Regions from separate parts of the Arachis hypogaea genome. Here region 1 is linked to region 2. Evidence: chromatin contacts called from public Hi-C data. All regions are on one chromosome and are shown on one strand. Each heading gives the region's core, a stretch centred on a gene start, on an enhancer-like site or on the middle of the called end of the contact. The rest is flanking DNA. Distances are from core to core; before and after follow the strand shown.

Region 1 (4,335 bases), core at 1,288-3,787, 170 kb after region 2:
AACATACTAAAAATTTTGATAATAAGCCAATTAGAATCTGTGATAAATCGATAGCTGAATGAGGAATAAATAATTTCAAATTATTAGGGAAAATCAAATATTAACTAGCCACTAAATAGAATATGCAAATTAAGATAATAATAATTTCAACAGTAGATAAATACAATGCACAAGAATAAGGGTAGATAATAATAATTTCAACCGTAGATAAACATGGACGGATGCATTCACAAGGAAGTGGGGCAACTGCCCCAAGTAAAATTTGAAAAAATAGTGAGTAATTCTTAGTGAAATACCATAATTGTCCCCACTATATAATTAATTTTGCCCCCACCCCATCCCAAATCCCTAACTCTTCTTCTCTCTTTTTCCAGTTTCTTCATCTGCTCCAACCTCCGCCTCTAGGTTCCAGTACTGTCGTCTGTTGCCATCCCGCCACTCCGCGTCTCCACCACCGCCAGTGTGGCAGTGTCACTAACTCATTGCCGCTGACGTCGCTGCCCTGTTCAGCATTTCTCCCACGTGGATCCGACTCGGTTTCTCCTTCGTGATTCTCCTGCGTGGCTCCATCAGTTTCTCTTTGCATCGCCGCCACGCCGCGTCTGGTGGTTCCGCCTTCTTCTGCATAATTGGTTCTTCTTCTGCGTCAATGGTTCTGCCGCTGCGTTCCTCTTCTGCGCTCCTTCCTTCGGCAGTTTGGCATCTGGTTCTGCCTTCTTCAGTGTTCAATCTTCAGCAATTCAAGTTCATTGTTCTGCGCTACTGGGTTCTGCACTTCTGTCTCCTGGAGTTCAGTAGTTCAGTCTTGGACTCTTGCCTCTTGGTACATTCATGATTCACCGAAACCGATTTCTGCTTGCTTAGTTGCTTCGTTGCTTAGTTAGTTAGTTACTTCATTAAGTTCATTGCTTATTTGCTTCATTGTTTGATAATTGATATAGTTGGTTTGGTAATTGTGATTGAATTTGTTCTGATGATGTAATTGCTAATTTAGTTTCGTTAATTTGTCTGTTAATTATTTTTGTGTATTAAGTTATTTTAAATTAAGAATTTGAGATATTATTAGTTGTTGCTGTTGCCTATTGAAAATTATGCCAGTTGGAAATTAATTTAAATGGCACATGTCCATCAATTTTGTATATATAATTTTATACTGAACTTTTCGATTTGTATAGAATTGTGAATTAATTTTATTAATTAATTAACTTAGGTTTATAATTCTATTAGTAATGGAGAAATATTTCAAAAGAATTTTGTCATTGGAGATTGGATCTTAAAACAATTCTTCGACCTCTTCTAATAAAAGGAAGTTTTCAGAATTTGAAGTGGAGAGTCTCATAACAGATCCAGGACAACGATTATATTAACAATGAAAAGATTATTCAATCTTTTTAAAATATGAAATCCAAAAGAATATAATTCTAAATTATTTATTATTTTAAATTATTATTTTATTATTTTAATTTGTTAGTTAAATAATTTGAGGAGTATTTATATTTTATAATACTATAGTATAATTATAAAAATTATTATTATACTATATATATTTTACCCCAACTAATAAAATTTTTTGGATCCGTCACTATAAATAAATGTATTTCAACATTAGATAGAATATGCAAATTATGATAACTTGGTAGTTCAATTCTTAAATGGAGGAGAACTTGGCATAACAACAATAACAAGGTGGAAGAGTGCAAAATCAACACAGTTCAGATAAATAAACACATATGTCCTAACAAAAATAACAAACAACATCAGATTTAATGGCTAAATAAGATGAACTCATGGAACTGAAGAAATAATAGAAAACATCAAAATTGATATTTTTTTCTTTTCCAAACCCTTACCCTAATAGAGACAATTCAATCGATTGAATACGAAAATACTCTTAATCACATAGAAAATTCAATTGATTGTGTTACAAAACCAATCGATTAAATTTTAAGAAGAAAACTCATTCTACAACACAATTCAATCGATTGTGTTACTATGCCAATCAATTGAATAAGAAAATACCCTTATTGCTTTACGAAATTCAATTGATTGGTAACACTACCAATCGATCAAATAAGAAAAGACTTATATTCTAAAGTGCAATTCAATCTATTGTGTAACATTCCAATCAATTGAATTTTTGAGAAAAACCCATATTGTAGTGTGATATTAAATCGATTGTGTTGTATGTTCAATCGATTGAATTACCAAAAAAACATGATTTTTCTGACGTTTACAGATGTAATGGATCAAGAACAAAAAAACTCATTGATTCGCATTATCAAAATATTTATGAAGGTCACAATTAATGAAAAATCTATTTTATTATTGTTTTTATTTCTAATGATTAATAAACATAATAAATAAATAATAAAATAATAATTTATAAAATAAAAAATAAATTTAATAATTAAATAATATATAAAAAATTAAATAGTAGTTAAAATTAAGTAAAAATTATTTAATAATTATTAAAAATTTAAAAAGACATGTTTTATACTTTTATTATTAAACCATTTAATGGTCTATACTCTATACATTTTAAGTGTTGCGTTTTTGTGACACCGCGTAACAAAAAAGAACAAGTGAATAACCTGAGCTCCCATCTCCTCCATGGTCAGAAGAGACGGGAACTAATGACGAGAAGCTTTTTCCGATTAGTAGCACGAGTACGACTTCCCCACCGAACGCCCAAACCCATGACTAAGAACGACGACGTTTTCATTATTCATCCCGTGCGGACGATGGCGTCGTTTCACAGCCACTACCACAATGCCTTCTATCCCTCCGCCTCTCCACTACCATCACTCAAATCTTCCACCCTCTTCGGATTCGAAGGTCTTCTTCTTCTTCCGCATTGCGCTTTTTTCAGTTGTTATTCTCTGTTTGTTTGAGTTCAAACTGTGCATTGTAACAGGGCAAAGGAGGAACATGTTCATCCAAACGCAGCCTACCCCGAATCCTTTGTCTCTCATGTTCTATCCCGAGAAGCCTGTCATGGAAGTTGGAAGCGCCGACTTCCCAAACACGCGTTCGGCTATGAATTCGCCTCTCGCTAAGTCACTCTTTAGAATTGATGGTATTTTTGTTTGTCCGCTAGTTCAATTTCATTTTGTAGCTTGCATTTTGGTGAATCCGTGTTTGTGGTTGTGTTGCAGGGATTACTAGGGTTTTCTTCGGGTCTGATTTTGTTACTTTGACGAAGTCGGAGGAATCTTCTTGGGAGTTCCTGAAGCCTGAGATATTTGCGGCCATTATGGACTTCTATTCCTCTGGGCAGCCGTTGTTTTTGGACTCTAAAGCTGCTGCAGCCATGGATACAGCTATTCAAGATGTAAATATTATGCATCCATGTTCTTTTTCTAGTTGATTCAAATGCTTATGTTGTTTTGTATTAATGATTACGCCACTCATTATGTATGTTTTGTCATTTTAGCTAATGTGAACCATGCTTCTTTGTGATTAGTTTATGAGGTCTTTGGCTTTTGCTAACCAACGTGCATATAGCTCATGTATTTGTCACTGAATCCGTTGTTTCATTCGGTTTAATAAGTACTCATGCTAGATTTATATCAGCAATATAATGACTTTTGCTTTGAGTTGCTGTCATGTGTGAGTTGCTACTAAGTTTGGTTAATCACTTTAGTCATCAAACATTTTGCTAAGGTAGACATTGTTTTCCATTCTTGTAATTTCTATTGTGTTGTGCCAACTGGAAGAAAACATGATATAGGAGTGTCTTTGTTCTTGTACCTTTCTTTTTATGTTCTTCTTGGGTTTTGATGTCAAGTCACCATTTCCCCACTAATGTGGCGTATTCTCACTTGTATTTAAGTGTCTTGAAGCATGAAAAATGTCTTAACCCTGAAGTACATTTGAGTATCTACTCAACCATATTTGAGAGGCCTAAACTAAAAGATAGCATGCATGCCTTTTGTATAGGATGATTCGGCAACCGTTGCAATGATCAAGGAATTGTTGGAGACTCGTATTCGGCCGGCTGTGCAAGATGATGGTGGGGACATTGAATATCGAGGTTTTGATCCGTAAGTTCTTATAGTTTCTTATTTTGGTCTTGAAGCATGTCGATGAAACCTTTTGGAAGAGCATGCAACTACGGGCACTTTAGAATTATATTTGTACCGAGTTAATTTGTGTTTCGGTTTTTCTCTAGTGATACTGGAATGGTAAAACTTAGGATGCAAGGAGCATGTAGTGGGTGCCCAAGTTCATCAGTGACTCTGAAATCCGGCATTGAAAATATGTTGATGCATTATGTACCTGAGGTAAACAAGTTCTAGGATATCTTCTTGTGCTGAAATTAATATGGTTCTTGTT
Region 2 (4,035 bases), core at 283-2,782:
CTTCGTTGATGCTGCCGGCTATGTACGTAACGCCGTTGAGTCAGTAAAGACTGCGTTCATCCGCCATGGTCCCAGCCCAAGAAAAGTCTGAACATCTTCCTCACCACACTTTTCCTCTTCCCCTCTCTCTAGAACATCACTTTCTCTCTACCAATGTGAAAGTCTCTCAAAATAAATAATCTGTGACACCTCTTCCGCGTATTTATATTAGAGTATAAACCGCTATACCCCTTCCTTAGTTTATACTTATTTGCCATTCTCGCAGAAACCATGAAATCCCTATCACGGTTTCTGGCCAAATGCGTTCTCAACATAAACCATGGTACTTCACTAGCGGTTTATGTGTTTTCTTTACATAAATTTGTAAAAAGTTATATTTTCATATCCAAACTACAAAAGTTGTATTTTGTTAATTTTAGATCCCAAATATTTTAGTTTAGTAATTTGCCCACAATAATACGTAATAATATGTAAATCATATTTATTACATATATAAATACATAATAAATGATATAGCAATGTTATGTACCCTTGAAACTTGATATCCTAAATACTTAATTAATGTCGCTACATATTGTTCTGTGCTAGTTATATTATATAGAGTTAAGTTTCACTTTATTCTTTGAAATTAGCGAGTTATATTGATTTAATTTTTTATTTTTTAATTGTTATAATTTAATCCCTTAAATTTAAAAAGATGCACTAATATAATCTTTTACGTATTTTTTGTTATTGGAACTCAATGCTGTTAGTGACGTGCCACAAGCTTTACCACCCTAGACATATTAAAACGACGTTTTGGCGCTAAAGAATGCATTAGACAAAGAATTTGATTATGATAAAATTGTCCAAATCCTCAAATAATTTTGTTTAATGTCTTTTTTAGTGCCAAAATGTGTATGACGTTATTTTAATATGTTTAGCGTAGCAAGACTTGAGTCACATTACTAACGGTGTTGAGTTTCGATGACAGAAAATACACGAGAGATTATATTGGTGTATTTTTTAAATTTAGAGAACTAAATTATAGCAATTAAAAAGTTAAAAACTAAAAGTGCAACTCATCGATCTCAGATTCAAAGTGGGGCTTAACTCAGTTATATATGTTTTTTTTAATTACTTTTTATTAAAATAATAAAGAATCTAGGAAACAATATAAACTTAATTTCCTTTTGATTACCAAATTAATTGATTTATCTAGCTAATTGATAAAAAATCATACAACCAATTCTATTAATCAATGAAACCGTTTTTCTTTTTAAAACCAGTAGGTTTAATATAGTAGATTTTAATTAGAGATTAAATTAAGATTTACAATAATAATTCAACTCTAAAATTTGAATTTAATAAATATAAATAAATAATAGTTGATCAAATATACCATAAAGATAAAATATACTTTTTTGGATTATTTTATCTTATTTTTTGGTTAACTCTTACTTACTTTGCTTCAATTCTTGAAGTTTCCAAAAACAGGCCAGGCCCAAATTATCAGTTCTCATTCGTATAGCCCAAAACGAAAAGATCAGTAGGGTCATATTCGTCTTCTCATCTCTTTTCCTCCCACAACAAGAAACCACAAAAAAATAGCACCGAACGAAACCCTTCTCCCCCAAATTCTCCATTCTCTTTTCACTCCAATCCAATACAATCCCTTCTCTCTCTCTAATCGACAACGCAAACTCCACCATGGGTTCCTCCGCGATGGTTCTCGAACCTAAACCCTCTTCAGAGCCACCACCGTCTCTCCCATCGTCAAAATCCGACTACCTCCTCGGCGGTTACGGCATCGACTCCGCCGCCTCCGACGAAGACGACCTCTACAGCCGCCTCAAGACTTTGCAGCGCCAGCTGGAGTTTATCGACATCCAAGAAGAGTACGTCAAGGACGAGCAGAAGAATCTGAAGCGCGAGCTCCTTAGGGCTCAGGAAGAAGTGAAGCGGATCCAATCGGTGCCGCTAGTTATTGGACAGTTCATGGAGATGGTTGATAGGAATAACGGTATCGTTGGATCTACAACTGGATCCAACTACTACGTGAGAATTCTCAGCACGATCAACAGAGAGTTGTTGAAGCCTTCAGCTTCTGTGGCTCTTCACCGTCACTCCAACGCGCTTGTTGACGTGCTTCCTCCTGAGGCTGATTCCAGCATCTCGCTACTTAGCCAGTCTGAGAAGCCCGACGTCACTTACAATGTAAGCGTTTTTTTTTTTTTTTTTTTCTCCTTCTCTGATTAGGGTTTTGCTTTGGTTTAGAAAGAGTGCCAAAATGAAATGTTTGGGTTTTGGTTAAAGAATATGGATACTGCAGTTATGGGCTGGTTTGCAGTGACGGAGGATGCTATAAATATTAAATTGTTTCATTGGTTAGGTTTTCGGTTTTTTATTCCCCCTTTTGCTTAACGTGAAAAGAGTGGAAAGTTGGAAGTTAGGGATTTTTGCTTCTATTTTTTTATGATTGTGATTAAAATTTTCTAGTTGCTTTCAATTGAGGTTTATTTGGGAATACTTGCACCTAGAGAGAGTATGATTATTGTGAGGAAGATGTCAGTTTGGTGTGATTCTTCTATTGGTATGTCTTACATGCTCCTACTGCGGTTCCGTTTTTGTTCTGACATTTGGAATTTTCGCATTCTAATATTCATATTTGCGAGTCTCTTTTCTCTGTTTCTTTTGTTCTGTTTGAGACCGACTTGATAGTACCAAATAGCAGCAATAGGCTAATAATCCAAACTCTTAGATGTCTATCCCATCATTATATGCCATGTTTGGGAATACTAGCAAAAGAGAGTGTGGTTCAGAAATGTGGAACATACAAATTTGCTTCTAATAAGCTCGTGAAATGTAAGACACACTGGATGAGACTTATTAAGGAAGAACCCAAACTTATTTTGGCTTGGTTCTGTGCATTTTGAACTATGAAGTTTGTGAAATATAACTTCTGCAATATAATTTATTTTAGTTCAGCCAATGAAGAATACAAACAAGTTTGAGCAGTTGGTTTTTCTGATGTCTGTTTGTTCTGCTGTTTAGTATGCATTATCAATTTGTCATTATTTCAAGCTATTTTTGTTCATGAAATGTTTGTGCCCCCCGTAATCTGGTTTAAATATTTTTTAGGACATTGGAGGATGTGATATCCAAAAGCAGGAAATTCGAGAGGCTGTGGAGCTGCCCCTTACACACCATGAGTTATACAAACAAATTGGTATTGATCCCCCTCGAGGTGTTCTACTCTATGGACCCCCAGGAACTGGAAAAACAATGCTTGCCAAGGCTGTTGCTAATCATACTACTGCAGCATTCATTAGGGTTGTGGGATCTGAGTTTGTTCAAAAATATCTTGGTGAGGTATGAATTTCTTTTTTCTCAAAGTCATCTGCATATGAAGTCTTTTAGCAATGCTTGTAAGATTGTGACTAATTTGTTATTTATCACTATTTGATTTTGAGTATTATGGGAACCCCATTCTTTATTCTTATGGCTATTTTGTTCTGTTGTTTAGTTGTTTTGTTATAATCAGTTGTTTCCTGTCCATGATTATACATAATTACATGTATTATGAGAAATTAGGACCTAATTGTTTAGCCATGTTGTACTGCAATATTTTGAAATATTATCTGCTATATTTTCAGGGTCCAAGGATGGTTCGTGATGTATTTCGTCTTGCAAAAGAGAATGCTCCTGCTATTATATTTATTGATGAGGTTGATGCGATAGCTACTGCTAGGTTTGATGCCCAAACTGGTGCTGATAGAGAAGTACAACGTATTCTTATGGAGCTTTTGAATCAGGTAATAATAAAAATATATTCTGTAAGGTGTTCTATGTGGCTATTTACTGGGCTCTGCTTGGCTGCGACAGTTACTTAGTGTGTTATTGTACTTTGAACTTGAATATCTACTGTGTTTTTAAATGTTATCTGATCCTGTTTTATTGCCTTCTATATTTTTCAGATGGATGGTTTTGACCAAACTGTGAATGTTAAAGTGATTATGGCAACTAACCGAGCTGACACTTTGGATCCTGCTCTCT

What was found. A called contact is a pair of places that touch in the nucleus more often than the background predicts.
Region 1: a contact with region 2 is called in a Hi-C map of an unstated tissue, with 3 times the contacts expected there. The contact joins the promoter of LOC112720683 here to the promoter of LOC112720681 in region 2. A contact is called at or near these places in 2 of 8 Hi-C or Micro-C datasets (leaf and an unstated tissue).

Annotation. Positions count from the first base shown.
Region 1 is chr11:35,986,846-35,991,180 of arahy.Tifrunner.gnm2.J5K5, forward strand. It overlaps LOC112720683 (nifU-like protein 4, mitochondrial), which reads left to right and starts at 2,538. Exons shown (of 6, transcript XM_025771715.2): 1 at 2,538-2,835; 2 at 2,915-3,076; 3 at 3,156-3,331; 4 at 3,940-4,043; 5 at 4,172-4,283. The coding sequence starts at 2,634.
Region 2 is chr11:35,815,701-35,819,735 of arahy.Tifrunner.gnm2.J5K5, forward strand. LOC112720681 (26S proteasome regulatory subunit 6B homolog) reads left to right here and starts at 1,533. Exons shown (of 6, transcript XM_025771713.3): 1 at 1,533-2,196; 2 at 3,121-3,351; 3 at 3,636-3,794; 4 at 3,957-4,035. The coding sequence starts at 1,690.